Linked DNA regions of Mus musculus: region 1 is linked to region 2. The links are chromatin contacts, called in public Micro-C maps. All regions are on one chromosome and are shown on one strand. Each heading gives the region's core, a stretch centred on a gene start, on an enhancer-like site or on the middle of the called end of the contact. The rest is flanking DNA. Distances are from core to core; before and after follow the strand shown.

What was found. Hi-C and Micro-C count contacts between places; a contact is called where the count stands out from the background.
Region 1: a Micro-C map of B cells shows a contact between it and region 2, with 2.7 times the contacts expected there. The contact joins two enhancer-like sites. A contact is called at or near these places in 2 of 39 promoter capture datasets (the C10 cell line and neutrophils), 1 of 15 datasets of contacts at CTCF or cohesin (the NIH/3T3 cell line), 4 of 484 Hi-C or Micro-C datasets (B cells, nephron progenitors, stem cell-derived primordial germ cell-like cells and 1 more), 1 of 115 datasets of contacts at active chromatin or transcription factors (double positive thymocytes) and 3 of 9 other capture datasets (adipose tissue, embryonic stem cells and liver).

Annotation. Positions count from the first base shown.
Region 1 is chr9:59,562,375-59,568,295 of GRCm38.p6, reverse strand. It overlaps Hexa (hexosaminidase A), which reads right to left. Exons shown (of 14, transcript NM_010421.5): 11 at 5,246-5,429; 12 at 4,982-5,072; 13 at 4,309-4,413; 14 at 3,187-3,475. The coding sequence ends at 3,412. Among named protein-coding and RNA genes, the nearest start is that of Celf6, 13 kb to the left of the region's middle. Within about 2 kb of position 2,490, at least 26 of the 459 cell types and tissues checked have an H3K27ac peak or open chromatin away from gene starts, as enhancers often do. A contact at or near this core is called in B cells, where this site is marked.
Region 2 is chr9:59,455,662-59,462,257 of GRCm38.p6, reverse strand. All of the region lies in intron 1 of Arih1 (ariadne RBR E3 ubiquitin protein ligase 1), which reads left to right. Among named protein-coding and RNA genes, the nearest start is that of Gm20199, 23 kb to the left of the region's middle. Within about 2 kb of position 2,922, at least 35 of the 459 cell types and tissues checked have an H3K27ac peak or open chromatin away from gene starts, as enhancers often do. A contact at or near this core is called in B cells, where this site is marked.

The DNA of each region.
Region 1 (5,921 bases), core at 1,241-3,740, 110 kb before region 2:
AAAAAAGGAAATAAATCACAATTAAGTATCAGACACTGTAGAAAAATGTGATTTAAATTAAATTATGGAAGGTAACTTTGGAGAAGGGAATAGGATTGAAAGACATACCTATTTTTTTAAAGTTTATGGCATTGTGTGTTGTACACATGTATGTGCATGCATGCATGCTCATGATCCACAGAACTTATAAGAAGTCAAGGAACAACTTGGGCTCAGCACCTTTACCTGGTGAGCCATCTCAACAGTCCTGTGTTTCTTCTTCTTAAAGCTATCTATCCTGGGCTGCGGATGTAGCTTGGTGGCAGAGCACTTAATAGGCATAAACTCTTGGGTTCAACTGGTTACCATGAATGGAAGCAAATAATTGTTGAGATATTATAATCCTGTGTTAATAGCAGTATAGAAAAGGATGCTAATTTTCAACCTTTTAGAGTTTATTAGTAAAGGAAAACAATTTTACTTAACAAAGCTCCTAATTCTTATTTTCAGAGTAGAACAAACAAACACACACTCATCATGCCAGGTCATCAGACCCTGAATCTAGATTATGGGTCAGGTTAACCTCACAAGGTACTGATAAGAATTACGTGGACAGACCTCATCGGTGTTAGGGATATTAGATGGGGACTCACATGTCTCATATGAACATAGAACACATTATCCTTACCTTCCCAGTTATTGACCTTCCTCACTTCAATGGTCCCGAAGTTCCCCGACACCACCACAGCATTCTTAGTGCCGTAGTGGCACCTGGACCCCTAAGCCCTGATGTGTTATCCCTACAACCATCCATTGATGTGCACTTGAAGTCATCGGGGACACCAGTTAATCATAGTCTTGGAAGGTGTACTGCTGGCCACTCAGCATCCGCTCATGTCAAGGAAAGGGGGGCCACACACGCTCTGCTTCCTTTTAATTCCTATGGGTCCTGCACTTCCTCCTATTCAGAGGAGCGCCAGGGGCAAAATGGGTACTTCTCTGCCCCCTGGTGGTGCATCGAGAACCCTAGCAAGCCTGATTCTGTGCACTGTACACATTGGGTGCCTGGCTGTGAACCTTGTTCCTGGCCTATGGGCAGTTTGAGATCTGACAGTCTTCAGGTTAATGACCTCATGGTCACAGAACACAAACATCGGTGGGTGGCTGGAGAAAAGCACTTGCTGTCTTGTCTTGACCAGGTTACTACCATTTTTAAAAAAAAAAAATGGTAATAACATTACAGAAAATGTTTCGGGGCTGGGGATTTGGCTCAGTGGTAGAGCACTTGCCTAACAAGCTCAAGGCCCTGGGTTCGGGTCCTCAGCTCTGGAAAAAAAAAAAAAAGAAAGAAAATGTTTCGTTGAGTATAGTCACAGAAACTTAGTTCTAAGACCTATTTTTGTGGCTTCTTCCCTCACTGACTCAGATCAGTGCTTGCTCTTTTCCTGAACATTGGGAACGCCCAAGATGTCCTGGGAGAGGTCAGGGGCATTTAAAGTCTATCGACAATGTTTCTGTTATAGTTGTCAGGTGAAGAGTCTGGGGGCTGGCAGACTAACAGGGCTCAGTCAAACAGCAGTAAATCACAGATTTATTCAGTGTGCAACAAAGAGGCCTCAGCTGTCCTTCCAGCATGGCACATGGAGGGCTCCCAGTTTGGGGTGAATTGTCTCAAGAAACCGATACCTGGCTAGGGGTGGGTGGGATGGGTGAGGCACACATTTAATCACAGCATTCAGGAGACAGAGACAGATTTCTATGAGGTCCAAGCCAGCCAAGGCTACATGCTGAGACTTTTGACTTAGAAAAGCAAAAAAAAAAAAAAAAAAAAAAAAAAAAAAAAAAAAGATGTGTGTGTGTGTGTGTGTGTGTAGTGGGGTGGGGCGTAGAGGTGGCTCCAGGTTAAGAAAACTCCTGTCCTCAAAGAAGACTCGCATAGTTGCTATAGTTGATTCATAATTGTCCATCACTCCAGTTCCAGAACACAGGATTCAGATATACATGTGAGCAAAACACTCAGACACATAAAGTCTAAAGTATGGAAAGGGGGGATACTCAGAGAGGGTGTCAAGTATCTATATAACTTTCATTCCTGCCAGTATTGGTCCATTTCTGCAGAGTCCTCACTAGCAAGCACCCTCAGGCTTCTGAATAACAGATGAAAGAATTCTTTTGATGTAGAGGTAAAGGCTTAGATTATGGTTCCAGGCTAGAACTCGGGCTTGGCTAGGTGGGACTTAAATTCCTTAAGAATTTTGCTCTAGCAGAAGGTAGTCACTCTATTCCTGTAGAAATGGCACGACAGAGGCAAATCATAATGGCCAATCCGGTCCCCAAAGAACCTGCCTGAGGGACTGAAGAGTAGCAGTTAAGGACCAAGATATCTGGCCCTGCCTTTCAAAAGCTTCAGTACCCAGAATGCTGTAAGCTGATACCTGGAACCTCTTCCTTGCCTCTGCAGACCAGGCTAAGGGACCTGCAACCAGCAGGGGGCAGGCTGCATCCACAGCTTGACAGTTCTCTAAGACAGTTCATCTTAGAGGATACCAGGTCACACCCTCATCCGGGGCTCAGTCCCCAGGGCTTCACTTTCCAAATCAGCTGTGTCATTCACAAGATGCTATGGGCTGACAACCGGGAGGGAGGAGTGGGAAACCGGCTGCACTACTTTGGATTTGTCCAGACCCCTCAGAAACAGGTCCTTCAAATTCAACACCTTGCTGTGACTGCTGGTGTGTGGTAATCTCAGAATTTGGGAGGCAGAAGGCTCAGAAATTTCAAGGCCAATATATACATCAAGTTCAAGGCTAGCCTGGCTCACATGAAATTCTTGCCTCATGTGATAAAATCAAAAGACTTTATCCCGGTGCCTGAACCACAGTATCTGCTCAACAGTACACAAATAGCGGGGTCAAGGAAATTTAAGAACCCAGGAGGAGAGTGGAGCAGAGGCTCAAGGGAAGTGACCACTGGGACCAGGCTGAGTCTGGAGCTCCCCTAAGCTCCCACAGCATCTTCTTCCACAGACAGAAGCCTTGGAAGGGACACAAAATGAAGTGTCCTTTCTGAGGACAGACATGTGGGAGAACTGGTGAAGCACTCACTGCCTTTAACCTGTACAATCCAGGAGAGGGTCCTGAGTGTAACCGGTGGTGACCTGAGGGCCATTCATTCGTTTTTTCTTTTTACACAAGCAACCCAAACTCATTAGAGAAAATGCCACATAGATCTTTATTGAACACCAGTGCCAGCACCAGCCTCCTTCTCTGTAGTCACAGGGGCACACGGGCAAGGGGTGCTCTCCCCTGGCCGGGAGGCAGTGAAAGATTAGCCCTGCCCCGGGACCTGCTCTCTTAAGGCCAGCACCCTCCTGGGTGCTCAGCGCAGCTGACTCAAAGGACAGCAACCTCCTGGGTGTTCAGCACTGGTGGCTCAAGTCTGCTCAAACTCCTGCTCACAGTAGCCTACACTGATGGGCTGGGCCTGGATTCCTCTCCTGGAAGAGAACATAAAGAAATGGAAGATGAATTATTTGGCCTTGGACCATGGCAACACCATCTCCACAATAACCAAGAGCCTCCTTCCCATTTCAGTGAATCTCAAAATATTACTGTACCCAAGTTACTTGGAGACCTCCCTCCAAGATTCTCAATGAGGGCACTCTTTCTATCGTGCAGGTCTCTACTCCCCCACCAGAATTCAGTTACTTTGGAAAAGAGGACAGAGCCTGAGGGATGTCTGATGCTCTTGGCCCACTCAGATGTCCACTCCTGCTTCTAATATTCAATAAGCACAGCAGTGGAAAGGACTGAGCTGGGGATTAAACCCTGTCCTCGAGCTAAGGCTCAGAAGCCCTAAGAACTGACCTTTAGGGAACCGCTAAGCACACCTCCATTATCACAACAACAACAACAACAACAACAACAACAACAACAACAACAACACAAACCAACCCAACATGCTTGGAGATAAACAAAATGCCACTTCAATTACCCAGTGTCTTAGAGCTCACGACAGAGGGCTCTCAGCCATGTCTGCTCTGCACTAGGCTATGTTTCTATCAAATGACTGCTTACACAAGCCACAGTCAAGGGAGTACAGGTATTCATGAGTCAGTCAAAGCTTACAGGTTCAAATCCTGCTTCCTGCCGATTTTTAATAAAGTACTCAGGGGCTGTATACTCCTAAAATGGAGACAAAATGTTCCCACCTATGGGCTGTGATACAAATTCTACAGGATGGAGTATTCTTAGACAGTACCTAGCACAAAAACTTCTAAAGTTTTGGCTCTTACTCCTTTCTTCTTAGATCTGCCCAGAGCCCGCTTACCTCACCAGCTCACAACGGAAATGCGACAAACGTTTAAAGGCAAAGTCTATATTAGTTGTCAGGTTACTGCTCCACAGTCTCTCAGCGACGGCACCCGCTCTGGGCCTACAGGAGGGAGGAGACAGAAGATTGCGCCCTGTGTGTCTTCCTTCCCAAACTAGCTCAGCCGTAAATGATGCCTTGTTCAAAGTTGACAACCAGATGGGCGCTCTAAGGCAGTTCCAGGGCTCAGTTGCACCCTCATTAAAACCATCCGCATCAGCATACAGACAGTGATTCCAAGCTCCTCCTCTCCCAGAGACATAAGAATAAGGGTAATCCTTAGGGCATGTCAGCTGAAAGTTAACGTGGTATACCCCACTGTATTTGGGGAGGTTGCCGAGAAAATGCCTTTACTCTCATCCCAAGCAAGTACCCCTGGGTTCTTTACGGAACTTGTGAAGTGGAGACAATGGCCATTCTCCTGCACACATAATGCTTTATTGGACGCACACACAGAAGCCACATGGGACGTGAGCATCCCAGGCAAAGAGAAGCATCGTCTCAGAGCCTCCCTCACGGGTGTAGCACTGGGGAGCTGGAAGGGACAGAGACTGTGAGGCACAAGCCTTACCGCAAGCCTAGCCTCTGCACCCCCTACCCTACCTTCCTGGCCTCACCCCAAAATCCTTACCAGAGTCTGGGGACCAGGTTGGTGCTGTCCACATACTCTCCCCACATACAGGCCTCCCCTCCAATGACCAGAGCCTTCTGTTCAGGCGTACCTGAAGGAAAATAAAACAACAGACCATGGTGGTGAGGCTCTCCTCCAACTATCCTTCCAGTGCGGCCTTCTCCTCAGAAAGGCCATCTCATTTCCTAAATTGCAATGTGTTCCTTGCCCCTCTTAACGCCTAGCCTGGATCTCAGCCCAGCCAACAAAGCACCCTGCTCTCACCATGAAACGCCAGGGGCTCCACTTTGTACATGTCCTTCCAGTCAGGGCCATACTTTACACGGTTCAGGTACCAGGGAGCAGACAGCAGGGCCCGGAAGCCAGCCCTGGTGATATCTTGCATCTCCAACATGTACTCTACTGGCATTTCTTCCCGCCACACCTGTATGATTGTATCTGGCCGAACCTGTCACGAAAGGTCAAAGGGCAGTCATGGTACAGAGTTCAGAAGACTCGAGGTTCATTCTTACGCATGGTACCCAGGCCACGGAGAGCTCCCAGCTTCCCAGCAGCAAAGGATGCTTCTGAGCTGAGGTGCTCACTACTTAACAGAGCCCCCTGCTGCTCCCCTCCCAGACCCACCGTAGCTTCCCTGTCTATATAGAAGAAGTAATTACTGGTTGAGAGCTGAGGGGAATGGCAGTGGGGTCCAAAGAAACAGAGGATCTAAGTCTATGATTCAGAAGGAAAGCACAGCACACAAAGCCTCAGGAATCCACAATTAGATACGAGGTTCTGACCTAAACTCCAGCGGCCACACTTTTGTAGCTCTTCTAGAGAGCTAAAGAGATGCCGCCCAGCTCTCGGACCGTAGAGCCTATTTGGCAACATGATTGGTCCCTAGAGCGGTCAGGGAGGCCCGGGAGATTGAGATGGGTGCTTTCTCTTCTCTGCCCCT
Region 2 (6,596 bases), core at 1,673-4,172:
GGAATTTTTAAAGTTCTTTTTGTCAGAATGAGGGTTGAGTCTTATAGCTTATTATATATCCTTTTTGCAAATATCCCTTCCTAGTGTCTCTTTATATTAATGGATGTTGTCTGCATTGTCATATTCTTCCTCTTCCCCCTCTTCCTGAATCCTTCACTCTTTTTCATCTCACTCGGTAGCCCAGTCTAACTTGGTACTGTCTGCATATACAGACTGGCCTCAATTTAGTGATTATCTTCCTGTCTTAGTCTCTTGGATGTTGGGATTACAGTGTAAAGCCATATACTTAGTGTCATGAGTTTTGATGAATTAAACTTTATCACTTTAGTCTTAGGGATTGTGCTTTGGATATTGTTCTAAGAACTATTTGCCTAACTCAAGATCATAAATATTTTCTCTTCGAATTTTATAATTTTGATTTTTTTTTATATATAGTAGCACACTTAAGGCCAGCTGGGGCTAAGTCCGACCATGTTTCAAAACAAAACAGATTTACCCATTTTCTTGTAAGTTTGGAGTAAGGGATTTGAGATAGTCTCATGTAGCTGAGTTTGGCTTTGAACTTCTATTCCTCTTGCTTGTTATGCTGTGATTACAGGAGCACATCATGATTATTGTTATTATTGTTAATTGTTATTATTATTTTAAGATTTATTTAATGTCACTGTCACTCTCTCTAGACACATAAGACAACAACGGGTCCCATTACAGATAGTTTTGAGCCACCATGTGGTTGTTGGGAATTGAACACAGGACCTCTGGAAGAACAGTCAGTGCTAGTGCTCTTAACTGAGCCATCTCTCCATTCAGTCCCTGGTTTATTATTCTTTTAATGGAATTTTGATGCGGTTGGATTCATATCTTTATTTGTTCTCTTTGTTCTCTATATAGATTTAACTCTTCCTTTGATGTGTTTACAATTTTTGGTTCGACGTTTTATGCTTTTAAGAATTCAGAAAAAAATGAGATAGTAATTGTGCTAAGTTAAAAAGATTAAAAACACAGAAATGTAGCCTGTAATAATTACCCAGATATTTACCCTTGCTGCTGTTTTCTGTAGTTCCATGTTTCTTCCTTGTATTATTTGACTTAGTTTCAGATGGTCACTCTTCTTAAGACTCTGTGTGTGTGTGTGTGTGTGTGTGTGTGTGTGTGTGTGTTTGGGGGAGGTAAGTCTGAAGGTGGTAATGTGTGAGAGCTAGTTTTCTGCTTCCATCCACAATGTGAGTTCTGGGGATGGAACTTACACCATCAGGTGTGGAGGCAAGTACCTTTTACCTTGCTGAGCCATTTCACTGGCCCCTACAATTCTTTGATGATTGTAATATTTAGAAATGAACTTCTTTTATGGTCTCCTTTGAGAATTGGTAAGAATTTGTTTTTTGCTGTGTCTGGTAGTTTGAATTCTGTCTTGGATACTTTAGAAGATTCTTTTAGTAGACAAGTCATCCTAGGGAGACTATAACTGTAAGTTCTTCCTCATCTTGTACAAGCAGATTTCTACTAGCTGTTGGCCTTGAAAGTCTTTGCTAGGTTTGTATTTGCCTCTGTTTCTATCCTAGGACTTTGGTAATGGTTTATATTGTAATTTGCTCTGAAAGCATATCTTGTAAATCTTTACATGTGCCTCGTGTATGTACAGCTTCAGTCACAGTGATAGACCACTGTACAGTTTCTCTTTGGCACATACTTGGGTCAAAACCTAATGGGATATTCAACGCTATCTTATCTCCATTTGTCTGTCAGTCTGTCTGGAATTACAATGCTGATGATTGGATTCAGGGACTGATAAATTGTGGGAAAGCACATTACCACTGAGGTACATCCTAGCCCTTTTAAAATCTTTTTATTTGCCCAGACTGGCATTTTACCTGTGATCTATAGCCTGCTGAGTAACTGGGATTACAGGCCTGCTCCTCCAGGCCCAGCTTCACTACCATTTTTATTTGTTTTATCTTTCTCCACCAAATAATCCACCTGCTGTTTATTTTTAAAGTTCTCTGGTCCTTTGTTAGTTGCTCGTGTACTTTTGCCCCCCTCCCCGTACATGCAAATGCCTTAGTTAAGATTCCTATTGCTGTGATAAAACACCATGACCAAAAGCACCCTGAATAGGAAAGGGTTTATTTTACCTTCCTCACTGAGCAAAGCTGAAGTAGGAGGGACCTGGAGGCAGGAACTGGAGGAGAAGCTACAGAGTGCTGCTGACTTGTTCCTTTGGCCTTCTCAGTTTACTTTCTCACATAACTACCTACCCAGTAGGTTTGGCACTGCCCACAGTGACATGGGTTATCCCACATCAGTCAACCAACCAATCAAAAAGGAAAAAAAATCTCACAGGCTTCTTCACAGGCCAATCTGGGGTTCTTAATGATGAGGTTCCATTTTCTCAGATGACTTTTAGCTTGTGTCAGTTTATCATAAAACTAGCTATAATAATTGACCCATTGTCAACTAAACACACAAATGTTATTCAACTAGAACTTTTCTTATATGCTCCCAACATTTCATATTAATATTACAATAAAATATATTCCAACTTTTAAAAGTCCCACATTCCCTCTACCCCTTAATCCAAACATAAAGTTGGTTGTGGTGGTGTATACCTTTAATCCTAGCAAAGACAGACAGATCTATGTGCTCTGTGAGTTTGAGGCCAGCCTGTTTATACATAGAGAAAACAGAGTGTTTTAAAAAAATAAAAATAAGTTCATACACTTTAAACATTCAATGTCTTTAAAAATATCCAAAGTTTCTTTAAAGTAGAGTTTCCCTAAAATTCCAAAATGTCTTAACTGTGAGTATGTGTAAAAAAATAAGCTAAATAATTCATCCAAGAGGGAAGAATCGGGCACAGTTAAAGTCGAGGCAAAACCCAAGTCCATGGAGGATTTGGTAATGATCTTCTGGGCTCTCCAGGGCTTTATTTCTCCAGCTCTGCTGTTGGCAACACAAGCAGCTTGTTTCCTAGGCTCAGGCTGGCTTCACTCCACAGCTGCTGTTGTCCTTGTGGTTGTCCAATGGTACTGACATCTCCAAAATGTTGGGGGTCTCTGCTGTTGCTGGGCTGACCTTTCCTGGGCTCTCTTCAGAGACTCTGGTCCTACCACATGGTGGCAGACCTCAATCAGACTTCAACCCTGCAGGATTCCTCAAGTCTTCAAAGCCAGTACCACCTGGGAAATGCTTACGCATTAATTACCAAGTTCTACTGCCAGCGTGAAGTTCTCCCAACTCCTCTGAAGACTGAAGGTGGAAAGTCACAGTAAATGCTTGCCCCCTCTGGACCACAGCTGTGTGCTGACTCTGAGGCACATTTCCCAGAAGATTTCCCCTGAATGTTGCTGACTGTTAACCCTCAGCTGACCATGATCAATTTATCATCCAAGCAAAGGCTTTCACTTTAGTGGTCTGGTCTCTTGTTAATTACAGCTCTTTCTAAAGCTCCTGTTGACCAGAAACACAGATGTTAATTCAATTTCAGATGGCTCTGATAGAGTCAGGGGCTTTCTGTGTAGTACTAACTTTCTTGGAACTTGCCATATATATATCAGACTGGTCTCAGACTCAGAGATCCTCCAGCCCTAGCCTCTGCCTCCTGAGTGCTGGGATTAAAGACATGGGCCACCTTGTCCAGCCCCAATAGAGTCTTGAAGGGACTCTCAACTTCCCTCTGGAACTTCACAAGCAAGGTTTCTTTTCTGTTGCCTGCACAACTTTGAGCAGTCTTATCTTCTAAGCTCCTACAGAACAGCCCACTTGAGTTCTGAGTACTGATTGGCTTTTCCAGGCTCTGCTGGCTAGTTTTATGTCAGTTTTTTTTTTTGGTTTTTCGAGACAGGGTTTCTCTGTGTAGCCCTGGCTGTCCTGGAACTCACTCTGTAGACCAGGCTGGCCTCGAACTCAGAAATCCGCCTGCCTCTGCCTCCCGAGTGCTGGGATTAAAGGCATGCACCACCACTGCCCGGCTTTTATGTCAGCTTTATATGAACTAGAGTCACTTAGGAAGAGGGAACCTCAACTGAGGAAATGCACAACTAAATTGACCTTTGGACAAAGTCTGATGCATTTTATTATTATTATTATTGATTGATTGATTGATTGATTGGTTTATATGGAAGGGCCTAGCTCACTTGTGGGAAGCTCCAGTCTTGGTTTGGTGGTCCTGGATGCTATAGGAAAGTAGAGCAAGCCATAGGGGACAAGCCTGTAAAGTAAGCAGCATTCCTTAGTGGCATCAGTTCCTTCCTCCAGGTTCCTGTCTTGAACACCTTTCTTGACTTCTGAAGATGATAGACCATAAGATGGAATAAATTCTTTCTTCCCTATTTGTTTTTGGTCCTGGAGTTTATCAAAGCAATAGAAACACTGGGACAATCCAAAGTTCAAATTTCACCACAATCCTCTGTAAAACACATGGTCAGGTCTGTTTATCACAACAATATCCCATATCCTAGTCCCAGTTTCTGTCTTAATGTTAGGGTTTGTGTTATCTTAGCCCATTTGGGTGTATCATCAATTGATTAAGTATTCCAGTACCTGTATTGTAGACTTTGCCATTGTCTGCAGTTTCATACATCCACCGAGGATCTTGGAACATACATACCACAGCAAATAGGGCTTGCTGTATATAGATAGGTTACTTTTATGTGACATTCTAAATAAAGAACCTTTTTTAGTCCCTCTGGAAGTTCCTAGTGCTTCCTTGTATTCTGACCGTGTTTCCTCCCACCTTGTTCTGAATAACCTTTTGGTGGGGAACGTAAAGGCTGTAATACATGACTAGTTAGTTATGGATCATTAATATTCTTTCTAGTTCTGCTACATGGTATAGTGGAAGGGACAGTAAAGACAGATCATAGTTTTGATTTACAGCTGTTCCACTTAATGCATGAGATTAATTTTTGTAACCTAGTTCTATTTTTCTCATATTTACAAAGGTTTTTAAAGTTAGGGGATAAGAGAATGGGTCTGTGATCCAAGCACTTGGGAGGCTAAGCAAGAGAATATTATTACATTTTTAGACATAGTTAGATCTCTCTCTTAAAAAGAAAAAGTAAAAACAAAGCTAGCTAGTGAAGTGTGTTTACAGAGTGCTTTTTTTGTTTTGTTTTTGTTTTTGTTTTGGGCCTTAACATTCATCATGGGACTCACAATATAGCTTAGGTTGGCTTTAACCCTGCAGTAATTCTGCTGCCCTGACTTCTGGAGTGCTTATGTAACAGGCATGAACTAGTGCCTGGTTTATAGAGTGCTTTGAGACTTAAATAAAATTTATAAAGTAATTAATATATGGCCTGTTAAAGAATAATTGTGATAAGATCCATTTTCCCACCACCTCTCTTTACCCAGTTTACTTACAGTGATCAGCCTGCTAGCTACTCTGAAGCAAGTCGTCTGAGTCAATTTTGGCAGTGAGTGCTTCCAGGTGACTAGAAAATGTGAGATTGAACCTAAGAGTTGAGAAAACCTTCCATAGTAAGGTTGTTTTGTTTTGTTTTTCGAGGCAGGGTTTCTCTGTATAACCCTGGCTGTCCTGGAACTCACTTTGTAGACCAGACTCAGAAATCCGCCTGCCTCTGACTCCCAAGAGCTGGGATTAAAGACGTGCAACACCACGCCCGGCTCCTAACTTACTAAAGTTTTGATAAAACCAACAATGGCTACAACAACCTTTGCTACTAGAACTCAGAAGAAGCACTAGTGACATTGCTCATCCTTTCTCTAGTTTTTCTTTGTAAGTTGAAACTTAATTCCTGAAACTTTCAGGTGCACTGTTTCGTGGAGGTGTGTATAATGTCACAAAGTTAGAATCTTAACTAGCCCAGTCCATGTTATTAGATTCAATTTTGGTTCCATAGTAAGTATATTAATACTTAGGGTCAGCTTAATCATTTTCCTTTTTATCTTAACATTTAGAATTTCTTTCTATAACTCAGGCTGGCCTTGAACTCACACAGAGAGCCTCCTGCTTTTGCATCCTGATCATTGGGATTAAAGGTGTGTGCTACCCAGCAAGATTCTTATTCTGGAGTATGATGTTAAAAGGGTTAAAAGACTTAGGGCTTCTCTGAATAAGGAAGTTAGGTAGTAAAGTGAGCCTGGATGAGTAGAAAAGTACTTTGGTCATTGGTCTTTTGGGGGAATAGGGGTAGGATAAATGATGTGGATTGCAGGGGCTACGGAGGTGGTAACAGATGGTGTTGCTGAGAATAATTGAGACATCACATTTCTTTCTTTTCTTCTTTCTTTCTTTAAAGATTTATCTCTTTTATATGAGTACACTATCACTGTCTTCAAACACACCAGAAGAGGACATCAGATCCCATTACAGATGGTTGTGAGCCACCATGTGGTTGCTGGGAATTGAACTCAGGACCTCTGGAACAGTAGTCAGTGCTCTTAACCTCTGAGCCATCTCTACAGCTCCTGAAACTTTTCTTTTTGATGATTAATGACACTCTTATTAGATTATTTTAAATCAATACTTAATTAATACCATTATTAAACACAATGAAAGAGAATAGTGATATGTTATAAAAAGATAGAGGGGGGGATACATTTTGTTGATGTGTAGTGAGGCGTGGGGGAAGGGG